Linked DNA regions of Gossypium arboreum: region 2 is linked to region 1. A link is a contact called in public Hi-C data. All regions are on one chromosome and are shown on one strand. Each heading gives the region's core, a stretch centred on a gene start, on an enhancer-like site or on the middle of the called end of the contact. The rest is flanking DNA. Distances are from core to core; before and after follow the strand shown.

Region 1 (3,734 bases), core at 175-2,674:
CCACGTTTTCCTAATATTTCGATTATAATGAAAATATCGTCTCAAAAGCTCTAATTGAGATGCATCAACAAGGAAAGAAATTGAAGCAGCTCAAAAGAGCGTATATAAGTGACCCTTAAAACCGTGCAGTGTAGAATTAGATATATATAATTCATGCAAACACCGTGTAATCAAATAAATTAATAGCATCCAACTTTAGAACAGTTTAAATTTATGCTGAAAGCCATCGAAATCTTTGATAATTTCTCTTAATAAAGAATGACTGTAGATGGGGCAACTTGAAAGACTTTGAAGTCAGCACTTTTGGACAAAGATGGACTAAAAAACCCTTTTAACTGCTCCCTTGTCTACTCATTTTGTGAAAGAAATTTGTCAATTCAAAAAGAAGAGAAAATGGAAGAAAAATAAAGAAATAAATCTTTTTGTTTTTTAATAAAGCTTGTAGTAAAACCAGACAAGTAAAACATAAAATCATGTGGGTGTTATATATCCATCAATTTGGATTTTCATCATTATTGCATATCAGTAACTTTACTCTATGTAATCATAAAAAATAGAAGCTGACAGACTGACATAGTTTAATGTAAAACCAACTTTTCTCTGTCGATCCTATGTTTTATAGAAATCTTTTGCTCTAAATTTTCAAGTAGTGGGTCAACTACACCTGTTCATAACTTTTTTTTTTTTTTTGCCATCACATCTGTTCATGACTTAGATAATAAATTAATAATTATGATGATTGTATCAAAGGTAAGATTATAGTCTCAATCTGTAGATTAATAAAATATATTCAAATTATTTCGAATTTAGGAGATTTAAATTTAAGATTCAAATTTTAAAGTAAATCATTATAAACTCAGATTATTTCAAGTTATTTAATCGAATCATTTCAAGTTTCCTACCCCAATCATTTCAAGTTTAAGTTCTCCTCCAATCATTTTAAGTTTAGGTTATTAATATTTTATGATAAATCAAATTTAATATGATTTTAATTCAAATCTATGAGATGAAGTTTTCAAGTTTATTAAAAGGATAAGTCTCAAAACTATACATGAACTATAATTTAATGTGTAATTGTATACATGAATTTTGATTTTGTATAATTTTATACATGAAATTTTAATTTGATCCAATTCTTATAAATTATTAACACAATTATTGATATAACATCATTTTATATTTATATATTACATAAATAAATAATTATATTTATCCAGCTTAAAAATAAATTAATATATTTATTTCTTTAAATGTGTATAATTAAATAAAATTAAAATTTCAAGTATATATTTGAACTACAATTAAAATTTCACATGTATAATTACATCAAATTAAAATTTATGTATAATTTTGAGATTTATCCTTATTAAAAAACAAACTTTTTCTCTAAAAACAAACTTTTTCTCTAAAAAACAACACCGGTAGCTGAATAGCTTATATATTTCTCATAAACCTCCTCAAATTCTAGTTTGCAGAACCATCCGTTAGTCTTTAGGCTACGATGGAAATATTAACGTCCCTCTTTAGTGTTCCGACCCTCAAGTTTGTGTTCATATCAGTGTTTTTCTCTTGGTTGCATGTAATGTTATGTAAAATCTGCAAAGCACCAAAATTGCCAGCAGATGGCCCCCCAACATATCCTATACTCGGCTGCTTGATTTCCTTCTATAAAAACCGCCATCGCTTGTTAGATTGGTATACGGAGCTCCTCACAGAATCAGCCACCAATACAGTTGTCATCAACCGGTTCGGTGCTCCAAGAACTATCGTGACAGCAAACTCTAAGAATGTTGAATACGTGCTGAAAACCAACTTCAATAATTTCCCTAAAGGCAAGCCTTTCACTGAAATACTAGGTGATTTTCTTGGCTACGGGATATTCAATGTGGATGGTGAGCTTTGGCCGATGCAAAGGAAGTTAGCATGCCATGTTTTCAGCACCAGTTTTTTGAGAGAATTTATGATGAGTACATTGAAGGACGAGGTCCAAAATCATTTGTTACCTTTGTTAGAGTCATTAGCTGAGACATCGAAAGTGGTGGACCTGCAGGAGTTGCTAAAAAGACTTGCGTTTAATATGATCTGCAAGGTCTCGTTAGGGGTGGATCGTTGTTGTTTAGATCCTTCTCAGCCTGTTTCATCTCTCAATGAAGCTTTCAACACGGCATCAAAGATATCCGCCAAGCGTGCAGCGGCTCCTTTGTTCTTGGTTTGGAAGGTTAAGAAATGGGTTGGGGTCAGATCAGAGAAATGGCTCAAGAATGCCGTGGAGGAAGTCCGTACATATGTTGAGGGAATCATTCGTGGCAAGAAGAGAAAGATTGATGAAAGCCGAGAGAATCATGGTGAAGATCTCTTGTCGAGGTTGACATCAGCAGGCAATGATAAGTGACAAGAGATATGGTCATAAGCTTCATCATGGCAGGAAGGGATACAACGTCAGCAGCAATGACATGGCTCTTCTGGTTGCTTTCCTGCCATCCAGTTATAGAGAAAGAGCTTGTGAAAGAGATAAACAATATGGAGAAAATCTTGTTAGATTATGAATCATTGAATAAGGAACTTAAATTGTTAAAAGCATCTCTTTGTGAATCCATGAGGCTTTATCCACCAGTGCTCTGGGACTCCAAGCATGCCATGGCGGATGACTTGTTGCCTGATGGCACGCCGGTCCAGGCAGGAGATAGGGTGACCTATTTTCCCTACGGAATGGGGAGGATGGAAGCATTGTGGGGGGAAGACTGGTATGAATTCAGACCAAGCCGATGGTTTGTCGAACCAGCAAGCTACCATGAAGGATCACTAAAGAAGGTTTGTCCATACAAGTTCCCAGTTTTTCAGGCCGGTCCAAGAGTTTGTCTTGGGAAGGAAATGGCTTTCATTCAGATGAACTATGTGGTGGCTTCCATACTTAGACAGTTTGAAATCAAACCGGTTGTTTCAGAAAAGCCAGTCTTCATGCCACTCTTCACAGCTCATATGGCTGGCGGACTAAAGGTTGTGATTCAGAAAAGAGATCATTCAAGATAATAGCAAAAATTAGTGATTCAATGTAAGATGCTAATATGCCATTATGTTTCATCTGTATTATAGTTAGGAGGAAATGCTTAGCTAAAACAAACACATAATATAAAATCTTCATCAAATATTTAATCATAACCATTTGCATCGATCAAGACCATTTATCAAAATCATGTGGTTATCCTTCAGGGGACAAGTTTGTGACTGTAGAAGCTGAACATAGATAATTATCTTCAATTCCTAGTCAGAATGCTTCATCACATGCACGAGTGTTTGGAACTATTTAAGTCACCTGAACTGATTCTTTAAGATTAACCTTATCTATTTCTCCTCTCCTTTGATTAACTTCCCTGTTTCAATATTCAAAAGAACCATTATAACTCAAGCTCTTGCTTTAACTAGATTGAGGTTTATTTCACTCTTCTTGTTTTGACACAAAGAAACAAGAAAACGAACCAATGCTGCTAATCTAGGATGATTTATTTTCGAGTTAATGGAAATTAACTGGTACAAGAAGCTGCTAAGGGCTTACTATCGTAGTTCTTTCTCTACCAAACATTCTCCGTTTTCTTTTGTTTCCTTGTTCAATCATTAGAGTGATAAGCTTCCAAATTGTTTGTTCCATTCTTCATATGTACCCAATTCGTTCATAGAAACTGAGGGCCTTACCTCTTGTAATGCATTCTCGAAATCCTACATTAAGAAGACGAGTT
Region 2 (3,534 bases), core at 947-3,446, 190 kb before region 1:
TTTTTAATGAGACCTAAGCTTTCAATCTCTCTTCAATGGGCAGAAAGGTTTCAGTCTCCCTTTAACGAGCTGAATTATCAATCACCATAAGTCATTCCAAGAATCATGATAAAGGGAAACCAATCGATTTTGACTTTCTCGTCAATCACCCAATGACTTAAAACTAACCTATACATCTCATCTCTCGCTGCAAGAATTCCATTATAAAAGACAAAAGCCATGAGCTGGATCCTGCTCCTAAGGAGCTTCGGCATGCACTTCCACATGTTGCATGGAAGCATAACTGCATGTCCCCTAAATTAACCTTAATAAATCAGCAATCGATCTAATATTAAATGTTGTTTCACTGAACCTATAAACAAATTTAAAAGTCAATCAAGGAAAAACATAGACAAAAAGATAACTATGTGACCTTTGCCCTTTACAAAGCCTCATGCAAGCCTCAATGATAAATTAAGCAGCACTTGACAACGTAAACCACAGAGACATGATAGGGTCAAAAGCAGGGGAAAAAAAAAGTGAATATAAGAAGAAATGGAATGCAAAAGGAAGAAACTCTAAGGACTACCTTTGCTGAGCTGGAGGTAGAAGTAGAAGTAGAGGGTCCAGCACCAAGCATCTGTTGACCTAAACCTTGCTTAATGATTTCCTGGTGTAACTCTGGAGCCTGAGGTAACAGTAAGAATTAAGAAATCAAAGGTAAGGAGGATTGCAGAGAACAAATGGCGCATGGAACATTTTGAACTTAATACCTCCCTCTAGTTTGGCTTTAAGAAACCTCTTAACTGATTGGCTTCAAACAAGGCAGAAAATGTGTTCTGTACAATTAATTTGTCCTAAGGTAGTCATGTTTATATGCCCTTAGAATGCGTCTATTACCACAAATCTCAAGTTTTATTTATTCTGAATTTTATCAGTGTAAGATATATAGGCAAACAAAATCTAGACTACCATTACTAGATATATTTCTATATAATACCGAGCTATATCCATATGCATCTGAATTTCACAGCATTCGGCCAAAAAAAAGAATGGTTGCAATCATTTCAAGAGACGTTAATGTGCAAGTTAACCAGTAGGATCAATACAAAGGGTGGAGCAATCTTCTGCAAGGTTTGCAAACTATTCCGCATTTAACATCTAAGGACAACACAAGGAATTTATCTAACAGTCATGAAATAGAATCAATATGCTCCATCTCACACTTCCAAAAGTAAATACATGTTGTACTCGGCCATTGAAAGTTAAAAATCAGATGAAATATAAGCATTATTTAAAGAATAAATCGTACCAAGTATGGAGAGAGACCTACCTTAGCAGATATTTCCAAAGATTTCAGGTAAATTTCATTGCTGGGATCCTACAAATACAAAGCTACCAAGTTAAAAAAAAAGAGCATTCAAGCAATGAATCTATAGATCCACCCATAAATGCAGTAATTGATACTTTAGCCAAACAAAACTACAGAAAAACCTCATCAACTGCTTGCTGGAAATATTGAGCTGCCTTTTCGAAGTAAGGCCTGGCCTCATCTTCCTTGTTAGTCAAAAATGCAAAAGAAGTCTGAGCATTTCCCAAACACCATAAAGCATCATGCTTTTTAGGGTTAATCGACAAAGCCTCCTCTAGCTTCGAAATAGCATCTATTCACAATTAATTTTTAGTAACCAACAAAATTAATATTTGAATTACCAATGAATGAAATTAAATTTTATGTGTATATATATTATGAGAACCTTGAATCATTTTCTGTGAATCTGGAACGCTTTGAAACTGAGACAACTCAAGTAAAGCTCCAGCCCATCTTGTTAAGTTCTGCAAACAATAAATATAAATTAAAAATTAGCCAAATATCAATTTTAATTGGAAAAAAAGAGGAAGAAGAAGAAGAGAAAAGATCGACAGAAGGAGGAAGCGAACGTCGGCATCGAGAGGATTAGAAGCGTAAGTAGCTTCGGAAATTTTAAGAGCTTGCTCGAAAAAGTGCAGACTATCGAGCTCACTCGACGATTCCATGGCTGCTCGTTCTAACTTCTTCTTCTTCTTCTTTTATCGGGTTCGATATTTCTTATATAATAAGCTTAGAGAAAACAGTGATTATGGCTTCTTCTCAGTTCCGACCACAATGGCGGCCAATTGGAAACTGCTGCTAATGTTCAGTTTCCGTTAAAGAAAAATGGAAAACAAATAAATAAATAAACTGGGTTTTTCGGGTATTTCACATTTAAGGGTTATAGTCCTCTTTTCTAAAATGGGCTTAGGATGCAAATATAGGATAATATTGGGCTTGGGCTTGTCTCTGAATAAATTCATTTTGGCAGTCAAGCTTCAACTAATATTCGAATTATTGTTTTGACCAAATAAAATATTCGAATTAATGACTTAATATAAATATATTAAATATATATTAATATTAGTTTTCTTATCCAACGGTACGTTGTTGATTGTACGTATCAATTAAAAATATTAAATTATTTTATAATTTTATAATTTATTTTATATATTTTGTAATTCAATATTTTATTTTATAAAAATAATGTCTTAAATTATTATATATATATATATATATATGATATATACAATTTCTAATATTATATCCATCATTTTATTACTTATTCGTATTTCATATAACGAAGGTATAGTCTTTTTTTTCTTTCCATCAAATAAAAAAAATTCAATTCTATAGAACAATCTTTATTATAATAAAATCTAATTAACATAAAAATCCTTATAAATAAGAATCTAATTAGCATACATTATAACATAATAAACTTTAATTTTTGTAGTTAGTTTTACAATTTAAATTTTTAAAAATATATTTAATATAAGTATTTATGAATTTTATATTAATAAAAATTCATATAATGAATTAGAATAAAAATTTAATTTAGCATAGTGAAATTAACTATTTATTAGTCAAAAAGTTTTTATTTAAAAATATTTTATGAAACAAATTAAAATTAAAATTAGTCCCAAATATATTAAAAAATTAATTTTACGGTGTTTAGCACAATCATACATAATTTATAAATTTAAATTCATTAAAAATAAAACATTCGTTTTAAAATTGTACAACAAACATGCATGTATGTTGGTATTAACACTTAAAATTTTTGAAACATTTTTAATTCTAATCAAGTAAAATTAAACATTTTAATTTCTTAACAATATATTAAAATTTAAAAAAATAAACTATTAAATATATTTAACAATATTTGTATTTTTAATTTATTATTTAAGCTATTTTAGTTAATTGGTTAATTTTATTTTATTTTTAAATATATTAATATTTAAATTATATATTTAAAATATATATTAATATATGTATAGTTATTTATTATATTGATGGTAGAAAGTTTTAACTCCATAAGTAATGTTAGGATTTTGTCATGTATCCTTAAAATGATTAAAAAAATAAATAATATATGTGGAAAAATCTCAACCCTGCTAATGGAATAAAAACTTTCAATCGCCATATATACTTTTATAAATTATAGAGATGTAAATACCCCTTGGGTCTTGTACATTTCGGAC

The links. A called contact is a pair of places that touch in the nucleus more often than the background predicts.
Region 2: a Hi-C map of leaf shows a contact between it and region 1, with 4 times the contacts expected there. The contact joins the promoter of LOC108454716 here to the promoter of LOC108454222 in region 1. A contact is called at or near these places in 2 of 5 Hi-C or Micro-C datasets (both in leaf).

Annotation. Positions count from the first base shown.
Region 1 is chr9:16,967,367-16,971,100 of ASM2569848v2, reverse strand. It overlaps LOC108454222 (cytochrome P450 94B3), which reads left to right and starts at 1,424. Exons shown (of 2, transcript XM_017752608.2): 1 at 1,424-2,384; 2 at 2,387-3,170. The coding sequence starts at 1,502. The coding sequence ends at 3,030. LOC108454221 (ATPase family AAA domain-containing protein FIGL1) reads right to left here. Exons shown (of 14, transcript XR_001866688.2): 13 at 3,554-3,714; 14 at 3,182-3,371.
Region 2 is chr9:17,154,910-17,158,443 of ASM2569848v2, reverse strand. It overlaps LOC108454716 (mitochondrial import receptor subunit TOM20-like), which reads right to left and starts at 2,196. Exons shown (of 6, transcript XM_017753264.2): 1 at 1,921-2,196; 2 at 1,737-1,815; 3 at 1,474-1,643; 4 at 1,313-1,360; 5 at 569-667. The coding sequence starts at 2,016.